Linked DNA regions of Mus musculus: region 1 is linked to region 2. The links are chromatin contacts, called in public Hi-C maps. All regions are on one chromosome and are shown on one strand. Each heading gives the region's core, a stretch centred on a gene start, on an enhancer-like site or on the middle of the called end of the contact. The rest is flanking DNA. Distances are from core to core; before and after follow the strand shown. Region 1 overlaps Acbd6 (acyl-Coenzyme A binding domain containing 6). Region 2 overlaps Qsox1 (quiescin Q6 sulfhydryl oxidase 1).

Evidence for each region. Hi-C and Micro-C count contacts between places; a contact is called where the count stands out from the background.
Region 1: a Hi-C map of stem cell-derived motor neurons shows a contact between it and region 2, with 3 times the contacts expected there. The contact joins two enhancer-like sites. A contact is called at or near these places in 3 of 39 promoter capture datasets (the 3T3-L1 cell line, the C10 cell line and embryonic stem cells), 7 of 15 datasets of contacts at CTCF or cohesin (CD8 T cells, the G1E-ER4 cell line, the NIH/3T3 cell line and 4 more), 224 of 484 Hi-C or Micro-C datasets (the 3T3-L1 cell line, 3T3-L1-derived adipocytes, the 63-12 cell line and 119 more), 28 of 115 datasets of contacts at active chromatin or transcription factors (the 230-238 cell line, the HPC-7 cell line, PVALB interneurons and 24 more) and 3 of 9 other capture datasets (adipose tissue, embryonic tail and pancreatic islet).

The regions. Positions count from the first base shown.
Region 1 is chr1:155,584,670-155,587,494 of GRCm38.p6, forward strand. The region is part of intron 3 of Acbd6 (acyl-Coenzyme A binding domain containing 6); the gene reads left to right. Among named protein-coding and RNA genes, the nearest start is that of Acbd6, 28 kb to the left of the region's middle. Within about 2 kb of position 1,257, at least 2 of the 459 cell types and tissues checked have an H3K27ac peak or open chromatin away from gene starts, as enhancers often do. A contact at or near this core is called in stem cell-derived motor neurons, where this site is marked.
Region 2 is chr1:155,789,313-155,792,070 of GRCm38.p6, forward strand. It overlaps Qsox1 (quiescin Q6 sulfhydryl oxidase 1), which reads right to left. Exons shown (of 12, transcript NM_001024945.1): 6 at 1,669-1,814; 7 at 1-120. Among named protein-coding and RNA genes, the nearest start is that of Qsox1, 22 kb to the right of the region's middle. Within about 2 kb of position 1,304, at least 33 of the 459 cell types and tissues checked have an H3K27ac peak or open chromatin away from gene starts, as enhancers often do. A contact at or near this core is called in stem cell-derived motor neurons, where this site is marked.

The DNA of each region.
Region 1 (2,825 bases), core at 7-2,506, 200 kb before region 2:
ATATTGTTCAGAGGGATATTCAGGGAGAAGAAGTTTCGTACAGGAGGTTGACTGTGCATGGGGTATTGAGACAAAAGGCAGGTCTGTCTGTCTTCTAATCTGCTGTCATCTTGGAAATTAAGCCTTTAAACCTATGAAATGTGTGTTCATGCGTGGGCACTGGCAGGTATTTATAGGAATGGTGTGGATCTGGGAGAAGGAATGGAAGAGGGGTTTTTGTTTTTGTTGGTTTTTTTTTGTTGTTGTTGTACTTTTTACCCCCATATAATTGCTGTAGATTAAAATTTTCACAATAAGGCAATGGAAAAATAGTTTATTTAAATACTAGAGATAGTGAGATACTTATTTAAAATGAAGAACAAATGTTTAAGAAACAACATACTAGAGTGCTTATACTTGATCTTAGCAAAAGGCCAAGAAGTCATGCTGCTAAGGCACATAGTTTTCCATTTTTAAAAGTGTGTGTGTGTGTGAGAGAGAGAGAGAGAGAGAGAGAGAGAGAGAATGAGAATGTATGTAAAATAGCAGGATTGCATTAGGTAGAAACATTATTTTCTTCCCAAAATGGAAATAACTTTTATTTTTTCTGACTTACTTTTGTATGTGCTAGTATTGAACCTGAGACCTTGCTCATCCTGAGCATGCCCTGTACCATTGAGATATAACTCACCTCCCACTCCATCATACACATTTTAAAGAAAAGTAGGTGAGAATAGAGTTGTTGTTTTTAATTTATCACCGTTTTTTAAAAATATTATCAACATTTTTGTGTTCCAGTTTTGAAGTTTTTCAAATTCACATGCACACAGAGCTGGAATTTTGATTTTTCTCCATATGTGTGGTTTCTAATGCTTGCATGGTGTTCTGTTGTCAGGGCAAGCCCTAACTGTAGTCTTTGTTATTTAGCTGCTTTCTCTCTCTCTCCCTTTCCCCCTCTTTCTCTTTGTTTTTTCCCTGCTTATGTAATGCTGCAATAAACATCTTTCTACTTATATTTTTGCACACTTATCTAATTATTTCTTTGGGATGAGTTCCTAGCAGTCAGTGGCCAAATTTTATAGTTTCGGTTATTGATTGATGGCTTAGACTCATCAAGTAATGCATTATTTGTCTAGGAAGAAATACAGGCTCATGTTTTCTATTAGTCATTTGTGACTTTTCATTAGTGGTTAATAATTATTGACTACTCACAATGGGTACCGAGAACACTGTGAACATGACACCAGATTACTAGGTCAGAGCTTTGCTCTGCTTAGATCTGAGCAGGCTCGGGCAGAGCTGGTTCATAGCAAAGGATGGAAATGCCTTATGAGGATACTCCTCTATAGGGTTTAGAAAGAAAAGGACGAAATTTAGTCTTAAAACTATGGGACATATATCTTCTTTTACATAATATTTTATCTGCTTGCATTATAATTGACTATTTACATGTTTCTCATCTCCTTTAGAATTTAAGCTCCACAAGAAAACATATTTGCCTGGGTTATGACTATGTTCCCAGTTAGCAGGCAGCAAGCATCTGTTGAGTTATTTACTAAATGGGCAAGTGCATATATCCAATGAACTATGCATCTGTTTCCAGTGTTGTTTGTAGAAGCATGGCTACCGAGCTTTTGGGCAGATGTTATGATGTTGCTAAAAATAGCGTCTTCGAACTGCATAAAGGAACCCCATATTCTTTATTTAATTAAATTGCATCATTTTGTATGTTCATACCATTTCATAAAGCAAGAAGGTGAACCATCACTCTGCTTCCACATTATGCAGCCTAATTATAAACACAGGGTCAGACCTCTGTACTGGGAGGCAGCCGTTCAATAAATCAGTATTACAAATGATATGCCCCAAAGGAGTATTTACTGGTTACTTTAGCCAACTTATAAATGAGTAGCTTAAGACCACAAGTAATTAGATGGGGTCAGGAGTAAAGAATACCTATAAAATGGATGGCAAGGTTTTCCCTATTTTTTGAGGCTTGTTACTTCTTTTATGCTGATTTGTGTTCTAAATTATCATTGATATGAGTGTTCCGATTTTTCCTTTTACTAGTAAAACGTAAATAATTTTGATTACAAGCACTAAGGAACAAATGGCTCATTGAGGAGCAGGGAGCTTTCTGGGCTAGTAAGGAATTGTTCTTAGGTTTTGATGCTCATAATCCAGTCAGTGAGACTATCTGTACAGTTACTTGTATCAGTTTCTTATCATTCATTGTGTGTGCACATACATACTCATGTTCATGAATGCACATGTGGAGGTCAGAGGTCAGCTTCTGAGTGTTCTCTCATTCCACATGGGGACTTGGGGGGATTAAACTTACACTGTCAGGCTTGGCAGCAACTACTGAGCAACCTTGCTGGACCTGACAAACTATTAATTAGAGGTCAGTTTTATGCAGACTTACTATAATTGTTTTTATAATAAAGTTTTAAAATTTTTAATATTCTAGTAATAGATTCTTAATTTCTTTTTTAACAAGTCAAGAATACTAGCAGGTATTGATACAGTGTTAAGCTCTTGTTGAACAAACATTATGAACAAATTGTCAGATTACTTGTCAAATATTTTAAATACCTATCAAATATTTTTATATGAACATGATCATAAATAATCCTAAGATATCCCTCTCAAATATACTATATCTATATTCCAGTTTTATGTTTCTTTGTTACTGCTTTGATTGTAATTAGAATAAATACAAGTCTGCTGTTTTGAATCACACCTTCATCTTCAAATTGTGCCTTAACTAAACACACACCATTTTTTCTAGCTGTCGAGAAACCCAACTGCTAGAATCGAAGTCTGACATTACCGGATATCCTTAA
Region 2 (2,758 bases), core at 54-2,553:
CACACTGTGGGTGCTATCTTATCAGCAGTGACTGGGGTGGCTGTGGTTGGGGGAGCATCCCTGGTCAGTCCAGGTAGCCCCCGAAGATAGGATGTATAGAAAGACCTGGACTCCACCAGCCTGTAAAGAAAGAAAATGGAAGTGCTAAGGACAAAGAAAAAAAAAATCACATAGCTAACCAATGTCAGCAGGGGAAATAGGTGGCTCCTCCCACAGAAAGGTGCCGTAAGAAACATTTCAAGTTGGTCTCATCTTGTCTTTGGCTCCTTGGGCCTCACTTGTCCATTCACTGTCCATGGTATAGAAACCCTCTTTTCCACCAGATACGGAACCCCTATCTGGAAAAACAACTGGGCCTGAGAATTACTCAGTGTGCCTTCTGGCTCCAGGCAAGGCCACGGTCTACAGAGACTGAGGCAGGTAGCCACTGGGAACACCATCCATTTTGCTACAGAGAACTGGGGATGCATTCAAAAGAGCTGCTACCTAGCTGTGCAAGCCCAGGGTCCCCAGCACCACAGAGAAAAACAACCAAACAAAGACCACCAGCTTCTGCCCATGACAGGAATGGCTGGGTGTGACTGGTCTCAAGACAGCCACCCTCCCACAAGCTTGTTCCAAGACATCACAAGGTAACATCAGCAGGTGACATCACAAGTTGACATTACTTCCCATGGAAGTCAAAGAGCTGATGTATGATTTTAGACATAATAACAACAGAGAACCAGGTTTGCCCAAACACTCCTGATTTCTCTTTCCTAATACAGGAGTCTTGAAGGCAGGAGCTATCTCCTCCAAAAGGTCTAGCCAAGATAAGCATCAGTGACAGGACGTCCCATGGGAGCCAGCGTCAGGAAGCATGGTTTCCCTGCTCTGCCATCCGGGCTCAGTGTCTATCAGTGAGCAGATGGCTCAGGAGCAGCATCGTCACAAACAATTTTCCCCTCCAGCAACTCCAAGCCAGGGAAACAATGCCTCTTCTTTCTCTAGGACTGGCACTCTCTGGGCTTGCCTGGGGTCTTGCCTTCCAGGCCTTGTGAACATCATGTTTCCTGACTCTGGCTGGCCGGCCTCAGGAGCACTGGTGGACCAGGACAGGGAAAGGGCGAGGGGGCTGCCTAGCCCAGCCTCAGTGTAGGGCGGTACTAACAGCCCCAAGAAGTAGATTTCTGGGTACCTACGGTAGCCTCGATTTCCTTGGCCCCCCAAATTTCTGCCAGCAGGGCCAGGCTGACATCAATCATCTGCCTGAGGAGGGAGGGAGGGTACCAAGGCACCAGCTGGTGCCATTTAACAGGCCATTCAGCAGCAGGCCGCTGACAGCAGCTGAGGCTGCTTCATTGTTTTCTCCTGACATTTTGGAGCAGACTATTGTCTGGCTCCTAATGAACTTTTCTGCAATTAGAAAAGCAGAGGGAGGGAAGGTCCAGCACATCTGAGTCCTCGCCAGGCCAGCACCCCACCAACACATGGCTCTGTGCACAGAGGTGTGGGATAACATGGTCATGGCATGGTGTAGATGGCTTCGGAGCTCAGGGCCGGCCGAGGCAGGAATCCTGAGCTGCAAGGTCGGAGGTCTTGACTCACACATCTGCTTCTCCTACCTGCCTGCTCTTTCTAGTGACCTCTCTGGCAGGAAGAGTGACTGGGCAGGGACGTCACACTCACACAGGCACTCGGGAGACAGAGCCATTCCGAAGCAGCAGGTAACAAGATGGGAAGTCAGTGACGCCAAACTTGTTCACCAGGTCACTCTCTGTATTCAAGACCCTGCGCACTGCCACAGCATGGTACTGGGACAGGTCCAGAGTTACCTGTAGAAGACAGTAGGGTGTGGATGGGGCTTACCCAGTGGGCAGAAGGAACCTGAGTACTAGCCTGGGGCTGGGTAGGCACCAGGTAGCAGCTATGTTCTATCTAGACTTGAAACCTCGAAGAGCAGACCGCTGTGACAAAGTTGACACAACCCTCAGGTTACAACTACCAAATACTGAGGCAAGGGGCCTTGAAACTGTTCAGACCACACACTTTGTGTGTCCTATTCGAGTGCCACCTGAATATGGTAAAACATGGCCAAATGTGGTTTTGTTTTCATTCTTTTTGTTTTGTATGTATTTATGTGTGTTTTTTGTGTATGAGTGCCCCTTCTACATGTATGTCTACATGCTACAAAGGGCATCAGACCCCATTATAGATAGGAGTGAGCTGCCATGTGGTTGCTGGGAATTGAACTCAGAACCCCTGGAAGAGCAGCCAGTGCTCTTAACCGCTGAGCCATCTCTCCAGCCCTGATCCAGCTTTTTAAGTAAATTAGTGACAATTCTAATATGAATAAGCATAACTACTTCTATCCAATAGCTAGAAATAAGGCTCAGACCTAAGACGCTCTTTAAACTGATGGAGAAGTGCAGCCTTCACTGTTGGTCAGGGATCCAGCTTCCTCACAAGGGACCAGGCTAGTTCTCATGTGTCTGCTTCCCTCATTTTTTTTTTAAACCCCAATTCTATGAAGTTAGGGCAGTAAAAAAACAACACAGGTTTTGAGTCAGACAGCACTGTTCTACATTAATAGCTGTGTGATCCTAGACATTTTACACTGCTCTCTTAAGTTTAGAGATTAGCAGCAATGTGTTGGTATCTAGTCCTAGACTCAGTAAATAGCAGGTATTACTTTTTAGTTTCAGAGAGAGAGAGAGGTAAGAGCAGATACCAACGTTTAAAGTGGAAAGGAACTTCCACTTTGTCCCACTTCCCCTGT